Regions from separate parts of the Mus musculus genome. Here all the other regions are linked to region 3. The links are chromatin contacts, called in public Micro-C and promoter capture Hi-C maps. All regions are on one chromosome and are shown on one strand. The core of a region is the stretch at or near the end of the contact, and the rest is flanking DNA. Distances in the headings are between cores, read along the strand shown.

What was found. Promoter capture Hi-C pulls out the DNA fragments that hold promoters and counts their contacts. A called contact is a pair of places that touch in the nucleus more often than the background predicts.
Region 1: a contact with region 3 is called in a Micro-C map of the HL-1 cell line, with 2.3 times the contacts expected there. The contact joins the enhancer-like site here to the promoter of Plcxd2 in region 3. A contact is called at or near these places in 1 of 39 promoter capture datasets (liver), 2 of 484 Hi-C or Micro-C datasets (the HL-1 cell line and liver), 1 of 115 datasets of contacts at active chromatin or transcription factors (bone marrow-derived macrophages) and 2 of 9 other capture datasets (adipose tissue and liver).
Region 2: a promoter capture Hi-C map of liver shows a contact between it and region 3, with 2.6 times the contacts expected there. The contact joins the enhancer-like site here to the promoter of Plcxd2 in region 3. A contact is called at or near these places in 3 of 39 promoter capture datasets (the 3T3-L1 cell line and liver), 1 of 15 datasets of contacts at CTCF or cohesin (embryonic stem cells) and 4 of 484 Hi-C or Micro-C datasets (liver and nephron progenitors).

What each region holds. Positions count from the first base shown.
Region 1 is chr16:45,885,191-45,889,534 of GRCm38.p6, forward strand. It overlaps a transcript of Phldb2 not described here. Among named protein-coding and RNA genes, the nearest start is that of Phldb2, 43 kb to the left of the region's middle. Within about 2 kb of position 1,666, at least 60 of the 459 cell types and tissues checked have an H3K27ac peak or open chromatin away from gene starts, as enhancers often do. A contact at or near this core is called in the HL-1 cell line, where this site is marked.
Region 2 is chr16:45,924,615-45,929,184 of GRCm38.p6, forward strand. It overlaps a transcript of Phldb2 not described here. Among named protein-coding and RNA genes, the nearest start is that of Gm15638, 19 kb to the right of the region's middle. Within about 2 kb of position 2,392, at least 41 of the 459 cell types and tissues checked have an H3K27ac peak or open chromatin away from gene starts, as enhancers often do. A contact at or near this core is called in liver, where this site is marked.
Region 3 is chr16:46,007,959-46,012,500 of GRCm38.p6, forward strand. Plcxd2 (phosphatidylinositol-specific phospholipase C, X domain containing 2) reads right to left here and starts at 2,455. Exons shown (of 4, transcript NM_001134480.1): 1 at 1,736-2,455. The coding sequence starts at 1,898.

The DNA of each region.
Region 1 (4,344 bases), core at 416-2,915, 120 kb before region 3:
TAGAGGTGACTCCAGTGGCTTCCATTCAGCCTTTTCAACCACAATAGCCCTCACTCCACAGGTCAAGTAATCAATATGGGGATTTTTCCAATTTCTAAAATATATATATATATATATATATATATATATATATATACATATATTCCAATTATACATTCTGGAACTACAGAAAAAACCACAGGAAGGGTTGTTCAGGGAACCACTGGATCTACTCTGAGTCACACTTAAGCCAAAACTCATTAATCACATGTCCTCCATAGGCCCCCTCTTTTATCTGGAGGGCCACAATGCTTGTTAGGGTTTCCTGGAATCAATGTCAGTTCAGAGCCAGTATTCAATCACCACTAGATAACTAGAAAACCACATGCTGATGCTGTGCTTATGCGTTTCGAGTTTGAGAACTAGGCTGATTAAATACTAAGTTTCCATCATTTAGCCTTCACAGAGTCACACCCCAAGTGTAGCATCCTCAGTACCAGGAGAGTGTCTTAAGCAATGTTCACATTAACTGGAAACCGGTGCTCACAGCAGGGTGCCTTTGACACACACACACGATATTCTGATCAATTAGTAATACGATCACAGTGGATACAGTACCTTGTACAGAAAACAAAACAAAAGAAAACAAAAATTGTCTTGCCCAAACACTCAGGACTTTGGAAATGGAGTTGGAGAGAAGCCATATCAGTGAAGCTCTCAGAAGGTCCTAGTTTCTATCTTGGGTTTTGAAACTCAGGTTCTGAGCAGGAAGAGGAGAGCAGAGGGCTTTGAAAGAATAACAGACAATATTCCAAGCAGTCCTCTCTCACCCTAGGGCACCCTTTGAACACATTGATGAAGAAAAGATCAGGTCCTGCAAGATGAAGGCCACCGCTTTCAATATTGATATGGTCCACGGGTGCATAATGTAAGCAAAGGATATCTGGTTTTTGAAAAAGCTGTTTTGGATGCATCAGAAATCTGGGGATAACATCACACTTGGCCTAGATGGGACCTTGAAAACACAAAACTGGTGCTGGGGAGACCTTGCCCAGAAAAGAGGATCATCAGTAACTGGCCATGCTGAGAGCCAGACTTTGGGCTTTCCAGTAAGGAAAACAGAACTGTTTGTTTGTTTGTTTGTTTGTTTGTTTGTTTGTTGTTGTTGTTGTTGTTGTTGTTGGTGGTGGTGGTGGTGGTGGTGGTGGTGGTGATGGCGTGTGTGTGTGTGTGTGTGTGTGTTGGAGGTGGTGTAGGCTACAGGTCAGAAAGCTTACACTGAAAATAAACAGCATAACGAAGTCTTATGTGTAATAGAATTTGAGATGCCCCGTTCCAACCTTGCCTCATTCTCTGATAAGAAAACAGAGTCATGCCTTCAGCAGGCGAATCAGTGGCAAAGCAGGGGTGAGACCAGCAATCTCCTGACTTCAGCCCAATGGGTACTTTTTACCATTTGGTGAAGGAGCTTAGAGTTTCCTGTGCTAAACGACTACTTCCTGTTGTCTGCAAACACCAGGGCTTGAAATATTTCTTAACTGAGGAGCCGTTTCTGGCTTTGTAGGTATTTTGATTTTTATCAGTGAATGCTAAAGGCAGTGCATTCCTCAGGGCGCTTTAACAGGCTAGGCCGGCTGAGTAAACCACCCTGAGAACCGGCCCATGGGTGACTCAGGGAAAATGTCCTCTGGTCCACTCTTGTCTTGCACCAAGGGTCACATTTGAATCCAGCTGCTCTTAAAGGCACTATAGGTTTCCTAGGGTGTGCATGTGAATCATCAGAGAGGAGGGAGCTTCAGCTGAGTAAATGCCTCCTTAAGATCTGTAGGCATTTTCTTAACTAGTGATTGATTGGGCTGGGCCCAGCCCATTGTAGGTAATGCTATTCTGGGGTTGGTAGTCCTGGTTCTAAAAGAAAAAAGCAGGCTGAGCAAGCCAGTAACCAGCATCCCTCCATTCTAGCCTCCAGGTTTGAGTTCCTGTCCTGACTTCCTTCCGTGATAAAAAATTAAGCCAAATAAACCCTTTCCACCCCAACTTGCTTTTGCTCACGGTATTTCATCAGAGCAACAGAAACCCTAAGATATTATTTTTAAAGAATAAAACTAACTGTTGAATTTGGGGATTGTCTTAGTTAGGGTTTTATCCCTTGAAGAGACACCATGACTAAGAAAACATTTAATTGGGGCGGGCTTACAGTTTCAGAGGTTCAGTCCATTATCATCATGGCAGGAAGCCCAGCAGCATACAGGCAGACATGGTGCTAGAGAAGGAGCTGAGAGTTCTACATCGTGATCCAAAGGCAGCCTAGGGAAGAGTGTCGTCCGCAGGCAGCCAGGAGGAGGGTCTAGATCACAATGGCCAGATTTGAACACATATGTGAGACTTCAATGCTCCACCTCCACAGTGACACACTTAGTCAAACAAGGCTACACAACATCCAATAAGGCCCCACCTCCTAACAGCACCACGCCCAATAGGCCAAGCATATTTAAAACCACTGCAAGGACCATATGTGTGGCTTCCTGTCTCACTGCTATGAACTGAGAGAGTATTTCTCCTAATTCACATTTTGAAGTTCTGTTCTCCACAGTGGCCAAGTTTGAAGATACAGTTTTTAAAGAGTACTCAAGGTTAAATGGGTCCAGGTAGGGTCTTTATCGTATAGATTTCATTATTTGTTTTCTTTTCTTTTGAGATAAGGTCTTATATAGACAAGATCAGCCTTCAACACACTGTAACCAGCATGACTTTAAATTCCTGATCCTCCTGTCTCTTCTTCCCAAGTATTCAAATTAGGCACACAGGACATAGAAGACCTATGGACTGGAATTCCTCTAGGAAGTGGGAGAGAGAGCTGTGGTCATGGGCATGTATATGGACTTGCGAAGCTCTGAAGAGAGCATCAGCAGGAACTGGCCATGCTGGTACCCTGACCTTGGACTTTCCAGTTGATGAATCTGTTTGTGAAAGATTTCTGTTACTCAAGCCATTAAGTCTGCAGTATTTCACCATGAGACTGTGTTGACTAAGGGAACCATGAATAACAGATCTGGCTTCCATAGCATAGATAAAAATGTCCATTAGTGTGGCCCCAGTAAGCCTCCTCCTGGGACACAGATTTCCTGTCTCTCACATTCAGTGTTTGGTAAGTGTGACTAGCCTTTGTTTAAAGAATTTTTCACTTTGTTTTTTTTTTTTGGGGGGGGGGGCTCTTGTTTCTTCCGGATAGTACAGTACCAGAGTGATGGTGATGCTCTAGGAAGTTTGCAAAGAATCTAATACACCAAATTCTACCTTATTCTAGTCTTGCTGTCTGTCTGTCTATCTATCTATCTATCTATCTATCTATCTATCTATCTATCTATCTATGTCTGCTGAACCTGGGTCTCACACGAACTAGGCAAGTGCTTTATTACAGAACTACGTTTCCAGACCTGCCTTATTCTTTTATAAAATAGCTTATAACAGAATTTCAAGTGTATCATTAACTGTAGCTAGAGAACTATATAATATACCTTGTTTAACAGGGAGTCTGTGTCATCTCCCAGAGGCTATATTTAACCTCCTGTGTGTGGATACTTTTATTACATCATTAATATTGTCTTCAAGCCTCTGCAGTTGATTAGATCAATAAACTCAATTAATAGTGACTCTTACTTTATATATATATAATTTCACTGATCCAAATTTCTTCCAACTCTAGAAGAGTTGAAGGAATGGCCAATCAATAGCTTGCTGAACTTGAGACCCATCCCATGGGCAAGCACCAATCCCTAACACTATTAATGACACTCTGATATGCTTGCAGACAGGCGCATGTTGTCTTCTAAGAGGCTCCACCTAACAAGTGACTCAGACAGATACAGGTATAGCCAAACAGTTGATAGGGCTTGGGACTCTTACAAAAGAATAGAATGATTGCGGGTCCCAAAGGGGATAGGAGCTCTACAGGAAGACCAACAGAGTTAACTAAGCTGGACATAGGCTCTCAGAGTCTGAACATACATGGACTGGAACCTAGGCCCCTCCACTCATATGTAGCACATGTTCAGGCTAGACTTCATATGAGACTGTGTTGACTAAGGGTGCCATTAATTAAAGATCTGGCTTCCATAGCATAGATAAAAATGCATGTTAGTGTGGCCCCAGTAAGCCTCCTCCTGGGACACAAATTTCCTGTTTCTCACATTCAGTGTTTGGACAATGGGAAGAGGGACTACCACAAAAGGTGTTACCTATATGTGGAATATGTTCTACTAGCTGGGCTTCCTTGTCTGGACTCAGTGAAAGAGGAAGCACCTAGCTTCACTGAGACTTGAAGTGCCAGGAGGAGGGGGAATACCCGGGGGTTTCCCACCCCTT
Region 2 (4,570 bases), core at 1,142-3,641, 83 kb before region 3:
TTTCCCTGCATCTTTTGGAGCTGGTGTGTCTGTTATCACTCATAGAGTAGAGCTTGGTCTGCAGAGGAAATGAGTGCTCTGTAGTGTATGGTTTTAGTAGCACGGCTCTAATCTGCTGTCCTCTTACAACTCTCTCCTGTACAAACCCCTCATTACATCAGTCTGCTGTTTACAGAGTGCACTATAAGCATCTGTAAACCTCTGTCTTGATGTACACTACAGTTCAGTAAGCCCGTCATTGTGTCCAGGTTAACCTACCAGAACTTTATGCTTAAAAACCCTTGGAGTTCCTTCATGTATATGGCTTCTAATTCAAGATCATGCTGAAATTCCATTTGCTTTCTGGAATCTTCTGTGACAATCACCCAAAGCTATGTTAGGCAGTCATCCTGGATATCACTCAGCTTATGACACAAATGGCTTCCCTAGGCTTTTTCTCACGGGGGTAAGTATCCCCAGTTGATGTTATCTACTCTATCTTTTAATAACCATCCCCTGGAAAATACCAACCAGGATCAACCAGCTGCCGTCTTCCCCTTCTTCCAAAATGAGCGTCTAAGGCGCAATCTCTCTCGTGTGCTACCAGCACTTACCAGTTCTTCCTTCCCCTACGTCACCCAATTCATCCAAAACTGCATACAAACTTCCAAACTAAGCCTAAGCCACTACAGAAACTACTATTTCTGTAGGAACTTAGTAGTCAGACAAAAATGCAATGACTTAGGGAATGTCAGCCACAGTAATTCCCATCAGAAGCAAAGTCCTGACAGTGGCAAAGGCAGAGCCGCTGGGAATAGGATAATCAAGTTATCAAGACCACCGAAAATTCATTGTGCATTTAAACAACTGCATGTGAACTATTCTATTAGATACTACTGATAGACATAGAAGTTACGATTATCATCTGAGTTTGCAGATAACAAAAATATGGTTGTGTCCTCTATTCTCCAATTCCTTGAAACTGAATTCCAGAAAAATATTTGAAAGTTTCTGCTCATTATGAAAATGCCTTTCCAAAATTCTATGTTACATCAGGAAATATTTGACTCACAAATGTAATGTCAACACTCTGCAAAAGGCATACTTTGGGACTATAGAAAAACAACAGATGTTTACAGATGTCTTTGCATTGATGGGAAGGGTTCAGGTCAGGAGACTCCGAGAACTCAGTTGAACACAGCTGCTCTTTGCTTGTTATGCCCAAGTCCTTTTGTGTGTCGAGTCTTGGAGGAAAAACAAGACCAGCAAAACTTTTCCATAGACCTATGACATGTTCGACATGTATGTTTACAAGTGGGAATTTGAGAGAAGGTGCCCTAATTTCTCTGGGTTTTTAAGTTTCTTGAAACAAGTGACTAAATGGCTGTTTTGTGGTTTATAAAATACATTTTGTTGTTTTATTTGATCTAACAACACTGCTATAAGAAAAAAATATTATCAACCTTAGTTTGCAGAAAATGAACAATATGAAGAAGATGGTAAATCTTGTAGATAATAAACAAAAAACTGTTAGTATTCTGATTCAGGGTTACTTGTCTTCCTTTTATAGTATGTGAGGGTGTATGTGAATGCACACATGTATGTACACATGTGAGGGGGTATTTGTTCTTGTATGTGAGGGGGTGTCTGTTGATGTATGTGGAAAGCTGTGGGGGGATATGTCTGTTCGTGTGTTTGAGAGGCTGTCTGCAAGTGGAGAGGAGGAAAGAGAAACGATGAAACACTAAGGTAGATTCTGCTGCACTCATTCTGTTTTTCTTCTTTTGCACTTCAAGTTTCAAAGAGTGGGACTTAGTCCCCCACCCCACCCCACCCCACCCCCGCCCTTTACTTCAGTTTCTAGTGAGCTGGGTCTGGTCTTCACTTCAAGTCTGATGCTGTCTAATAGAGCAGCAGAGTGATTTAGGAAGCAGGGAATGTATTATCTCTTTGCTTTTTAAGCCTTAATTTTGTATCTAAGGACTGGAGTTAAAGTAGTATGGACTGGATATCCAATTGGTTTTCCTCTTTAAGGGAAACTAATACAAAAGAGTTTTCTGGACGTGTTTTCCCTGTCTAACATCTGAGGTTCATTTTGCCAGCTAAAAAATAACTTTTTGCATGGACATTAGCTATAAATCACCTTTTCAATTGTATTGTTCTGGAAGCAACCAGTGGTATAGAGAAAAGGAAGGGTGTTCTACAATGGCCACCTACTTTTCAGAGCCTTCTAGATGGCCGTCTGGGTGCCTCCCTGACCCTCCAACACTGTGAATGCCAACCTTGCTACTTTCTCCTACTTTCCAGCAAGTGTATTGATCAGGAGTAAGAAGCTACAGAACATTGGTGTGGCGGGATGAGGCAAAGGTTACGGGTGCTTCGTGTCTGCCAAGAAAAAGTTGAATCCCAACGTTGCTTGGAAGCTAAGCTTCAGACTTTGATCCCCCTTGGCCCAAAGCAGAGAGAAGCTTCTCTGCTCTGCTCTTCTGGGCCTCTGGAAAGGAGAGACTTAGGGAGCATCTTCACCTCTCAGCAGCTGAGATTGTGCAATTTCTTTTACAAGGACACCACAGGCGGATTAGCATCTCCTCACTCAGCAAGTGGGAATTAAGACTGGGAAGACAGAGTCTGAGTAATGCAAGGATGGAAGGTGAGGGTCCAAGTCTGGGTAATGTCCATGAACCTGCCTTGAGGTCATAGCACCTCTGTTGGACAACTGTGCCTTTATTGATGGGGTCACTGGAGCCCAGTTTTAAGAGCGTTGAAGGTAACTCTTCCCTGGAATTTATGATGTTGCCGCCCTCCTCAACACATAATTTTAAACCTTCTTGAAATGAAATTGTGAGCATTAGTGGACCACTTTGACTCAGCTACTTTATAAGAACAAACAAAACTTCTGTGCTACCAATTAGCTGCATGGGGCAAAAGTGTGATAGCTAGAAGACATCTAGATTCCCGATACCCCTGCCCCTAATTTATAATCAGACATCTATTTGTAAATCATACACCAAGCCAAGTCTTGCACAAGAGACAAAAATACACAATGGACCAGGCGGTTTTCTCCTGTACTCTGTCACTGGAAAAATATTTTGGATAAGACTCCCAGATGTTGTAATTATTCCAGTCAGTTCTATCAAGTGGGGGGGGGTGGGGGCAGTGGGTCTTTCTGTCACAGACTAAAATCCATTTCTGGGCTGCAGACCAGAAGTCAAGGACTTCCCAAACATTGTTTCATTATATCCTCCCTGTAACCCTAGGAGGTAAGTTCTGTTATCTCCACTATACAAACAGAAAGCGGGATTTCAAAGACATTCCAAAACTTGCCGCAGGCCAGGCAACTTAAGAAGCAGCAGCATAGCAGCATCAGGGTCAAGTTGAGGTGTGTTCAACTCCAGTGCTACACTGTTGCCAGAACATCACTCTGCTTCCTCACTAAAGGGCATTCTATTTTCTGAAACAAATATCACCATAACTGTTTGTTTACTCTTTCAGGATTGTCATAAGGATACATCATAGATTGATATCTATCGCAGAAACAACAGAAATTTTATTTCTCATATACCTGGGGGCTGGAAAGTCTGAAGTGAAAGCTCTGGCAAGCTTGGGGACTGGTGAGGAGGGCCTGTTTCCTGAGTTATGGCAGACACTTGCTTATCTATGAGGGTGAAGGAGGAAATCGGTTGATGCTATCACATTGACGGGGCTTGGATTTCAACACAGGAGTCTGGGGAGATGAACTTCAGATCCTAGCATGAGTCTGTTACAGTAGGATAAAGACGAACAGTATAAAGCCTCTGACTTTGTGAAATACTAACATCATGATGTGCTGGCTAGGCAGTACTGTATGATAATGCAAATTTAATTAATACATAATGCCTATTGCTGATCTGTGTCAGGGCCATACTATGCTGTGTCACCACTGTGACAAAGTTTTCTAAACACGATTCCATTTCATATTTATGACAACCTGGTGAGATCAGGAATATCTCATTTCTGATTTTATAATGGTGAAGCTGCCATATCAAAAGTTAAATGACTGGCTTGAAAAATATTGTCATCTTAGGTATGAGGTTGGGTTCTAAAGTCCAGATTAATAAGAGCAATAATAAATTGCAATGTATGTGGAGTCCACTCAGGGATACTCCTCTATACTGTTCAGACAGACCCAGGACCATATCAGACATAATGTGTGAAGGGTTAACCATCTAGAAAGGGAAGGGTGTTGGGAGAGGTCCTTGGCTCCCATTGTCCAATTCCAAGATGCTCATTTCAGAAATGGTCATAAAGCTAAAGGCAGCTATGGCTTTTTGCCTTTCTGTGGGCTACTGTGGGGATGTTGGGGATCAAGTGTCTCCCCTGGGCTGGGGCTGGGGATGAAGAGGAGGTTCCCAGCGCTATGGCTCTGACACCAGGACTCTCCTCACTCTTTGCTCTTGGCTTTTTGGGGTTTTTTGTTGTTGTTGTTGTTTTGTTTTTTGTTTGTTTTTAGAAAAGCAAAATTCTTTATAATATAGCAAACTAGACAGGTCTGAATTCTGTAGTGCCTTTGAATCTGCTGAGAGCTCTAGAATTGTGAAGTCATATTTTAACC
Region 3 (4,542 bases), core at 1,205-3,704:
CTACCATTTTCTCTTTCTGCTTATCAGGAGAATTTTGCTTTATAAAGCAAGGTCAACGAATGTCTGAGTGCTTCGTAGAGCTCATACTGAGTTTCAGGTATGGCAATGGGTCTCAAGAATTTTGTTTCATCTAGAAATCCTAGTGCCTGAAATATACTATAGATCAAAAACAAACACCCAGATCCTTTGTAGAGTCCAGCCAGAACTCACAGCCCAGTGGAGCTGCAGTTTGAACTGTCCAAAGTACCAGGAAGGAGGGAGCACAGCCTACCCGGACATGCCGTGGATGACAGGGTCATTTAGGGCCTGCCTTAGATGCCATTCTGTTTGCAAACATGAACTACCTGCCATATCACTCAGCAAAATAATTCCATCGGAGAGCCCGAAGGCAAATGACTCATGTTAGAAGTGTCCCATGCATCGTTTGGCAGTGACTCCATAGGCATCAATTAAACATGGAGGAGACATGTTCTGAAGCATGGCCATCTGGCATTTCCCCAGGAACTGTAGTTAAGGGCCAGTAAGACAGAAGGGACTTGTAGCTGTAACAAAATCTTTCAATCTTTCTCTTGTTTAACAGCAGTTAGGGCCCATGAGGACAGTGAACCTGGAAGAGCTCCAAGAGAGGTGAGCAAGGCAAACAAAAACAAACCAAAACAAAAACCTCCCAAAACCCAAAACAACAACAACAACAAAAAACCCCAAACCTCTCTGTCCCATGCATAGAAAGCAGATGGAGGTGTCTTGAGGTCATCTTTTAAGGCAGAAGAGAAAAGCAAGTAGGTCCAGGGAATGCATGTGGGCTTGTCTGAGAGTCTAAACTTTAATTGCTATGTCCCCAAGCAAGAGAAAGAACTGGTCCACCGCTTGCTCCCTGAGTGCTTCTTAAGTACCAGCATTGTAGGATTTCACCCACCTCACCAACCTGAGCTCAGTGTGGTCTAAACATCCTGCCCAAGATAACTATGTTTTAGCAAGCCTTTCAGTGGAAAGATCAACCAATTGCCCGAGAGCACTGTCAAGCTTTGAAGCCTCTGGCAGAGGAATGCAGCAAGAACAGAGGTGCTTCTCAAGGCTCCAGTTCTACATCAGCTAGGCAGACACCTGTGTATATATAGACAAAGCTTCAAACACCGTCACTTCATCACACCTAATGACTGCCTGTGAGGACAGACTGCATCCTCTATTTCTGGCATTTCCAACAACAAAACTATGTGCCTTGATGCCCAGCCTAGAATCTGAACCTATTTTCTAACACTTATCTGATTTTTGTTTTCAAGAAAGGTCAGATAAATGAGAAAAATATTCTTTTCAGCTTCAATGTTGACCCAGAGCTAAGATTGTTAAGGACTTTCTACCCATTATTCTTGATCTCTCCCCCTTTCCCTTAAATGATTCAAGTCAGCGAGCCTTTCACATACCCAGGCCTCTGCATCAAGATGGTTAACATTCTTAGACTGAGGCCGTATGGTGTAAACAAAATAAAAACAACAAAACAACAGCGCAGTGATTCCATTCTCTCAACTGTCCCTTTTGCCAGTGATGCAGTCGGCTTGACTGACTCTCTTTACAGCAGCTACCTTCCTGTTAAGTTTTTTTTTTTTTTTTTTAATTTGGAAATAAAAAGAGATCACTGACAATTGTTTTTCAACACAACAGAAAACAACCAACCCACTAGCAAACACTAAAATGGCAGCATTAAACACAGTGCGAACAAGTAGTTATAGACGAATACCTGGGATTGCCAGATTGGAAAGGGGGACGTTGTGGAGGTGAGCGGGGAGCGAGGCCATCCAGTCGGCATTGCAGACCTCCGAGGCTGTCTTTGTCCCGCTGGGATTGGGAGAGCAGATGGTACCCATCCTGAGTTTCCTTCTGGCCTTTCTAAATGCAAGCATCCCTGTCGTCCACGATTTAGACAGGCTCAGTCTAGTGCCACTCACTCTGTGGTCATCACCGCTCGGGGCTCTCTAAACATTTCAGAGCACATGGGTCACGCCAGTCTTTTCAAGATCCTTTTCTAGCTGGGAGATGGGTCAAATAGGTGCTCCCCTGCCTGCTGCTCCCGCAGTCCCCACCCTCTTCGCCTTGCCACTGAGATCCACTCCTTTAATCTCCTCAGTCCCTGGTCAGTTAAACTTCTTAGTTCCCCTCTGGAGACGGGGGAGGCAGGCCCGAAGATACAAACCTTCCTGAAACCCACAACATCCAGGAACAGCCACACCCGGAGCTACTCACACGACAGGTGCCCACAGGGCATAGAGACGTGCCAGCGGGCTGCACACACGTGCGCACCCGGGTTGCACCATCTCTTGTTCATGGGTGCTTCCGTGGGTTTCCCCGGGCTGGTACACAGGCTGGGCCTGCCTGCACCCCCGCCCCCTGGCTTCTCTGCCCACTGCCCTGTGCTTTTCTGAAGGGCTCTCAGAAGAGTAACCGGCAGCCCCGGGACTCTGGCGGCCCCGCCCCGCACTGCCGGGCAGATTTGCCAGACTAGGCGAGCTGTGATTGGTCGTTGGCGGGATTCTCTCTGATTGGACAACGCTCTGAGGGCCCGCCCCTACATCGCGCTCCCACGCCTCCCCTGCTTCTTAGCTCCTCCCCTCTCCACTCCAGCGGGGTAGCGAGTGGACAGGTCGGGCTGCGGCCTGCTGCTCCGGAAGGGGAGATGTGCACCGTGGCCGGCTGTCCTCAGATTGATCTTTTTCTTGTAGATCTCTGACGCGACCTCAAAGGTTTCTCCTCTCTCCCTCGGCCTTACTCTCACTGCGGTGAAAATTACCCAGAAACGCGCTACTTTTTTTTTTTTTTTTTTTCAAACCACCGTAGCAGCAGAAACAGGAGAGCTAGAGAGGCCAGAGAAAGGTGCTGCTGCGGCTCCTATTTAGATGGCAGCATCAAAGCAGGTTTGTGTTTGAAACAATGCAAACTGACAGTTCTCCTGCACAGTCCGCTGAAACTGGCCAGTGCCATTATTTCCGTTTCACAGAGGAGGAGATAATGGTGCTTTGGGTTCCTGTTGCTGTTGTTTGAAACCTTTTGAATTATTTGTCTCACCTGCTCCTCACAGCATTACCACAAGACTCAGAGTTGCTGATACACTTCCTCGAATGGATGAAACAGCCTGAGGCAGGTCACGTGGTGGCAGTCTGTGCAAAGTTCATTTTGAAATGAGGTTCCCTAACTCGGTCTGTAGAACACAGACCCACTTCTCTGCTTCCTGAACTGTTCCCACTTCAAATAGTATTCAAATGTAGTACAGAGTTTTATAATCCGATATTGTTAGTTAAAATTTGTAGTTAGATTTATATATTTCTTGTATGCGTTTTTCTGTGAGAACATGCATGTGTGCAGTTCAGAGGACAGATTACTCCAGTTCTCTCCTTCCTTGAGACCGTCCCCGGGGCTCAGATCGTCAAGTTTGGCAGTAAGCACCTTTACTCACTGAGCCACCTCCAAGATCTGACCTGCATACTTTGCAAAAAATAAAAATAAAATAAAATAAATAATAAAAAAATACTATTTTGGCAAACAGATAATTTTATTTAAAAAATTTTAAATTAAGGTAGCCTTTTATAGCAAGAAGGACCCTAGAGACTCAGGAGGGCCTTAGGGGAAAAGAGAACAGTGGCCAGAACTCTTAAAACTCCTGGAGTTTATGTATAAAACCCTAGGGCAGCTGTCGTTTAATCACCAGATGACCTCCATTTTACCCCTGTATCCCAGGCTACCTGTCTTAGTTAGGGTTTCCGTTGCTGTAAAAAGACACCAAGTCCAAGGCAACTCTCATAAAAGACATTTAACTGGGGTTGGATTACTGGTTCTGAGGTTCAGTCCATTATCCTCATAGCAGGAAGCATGGCAGGCCCTGGAAGAGCTGAGGGTTCTACATGTTGTTCCAAAGGCAAAACACAGGTGAAGACTGGCAAACCCCACCCCCATAGTGACACACTTCCTCTATCAAGGTCACTCCTACTCCAACAAGGCCACACCTCCTAATAGTGTCATTCCCTGGGCCAACCATATTCAAAAGACCACATTCTACTTTCTGGCTCCCATAGGCTTGTTAAAACACATGAGTCTATGGGGGCTACAGCTGGCCAGAGTATAATGAAAAATACATTGAGTTCAACTTCAAAAGTCCCCATAATCTACAGCAGTCTCAACAATGTTAAAAGTCCCAAGCTCAAAGACTCTTCTGTGATTCATCCAATCATTTAACTGTAATTTCCTACAAAATCAAAGTCAAAAGGCAGATCACATGCTTTCAACATCACGGGATGTATATTACCATCCCAAAACATTACAATGAGTGAATACTGGACCAAAGCAAGACCAAAAACCAGAGCTGTGTGTTTTCAGAAAACACTTCCTAGAAGATTTCACCTCAGTGATGCTGGTCAAGTTCTCCGTAAAAAGCCTTTGTTTCCCCTTTCTAGACTGTGGTTTCATTCCAGATTAAAAGTCCAAAGGAAAAAAATAACAAAGTAATAAAAAGCCTAACATGCTATAGCTATTCCTTCCTCAACACTAAATGGATAA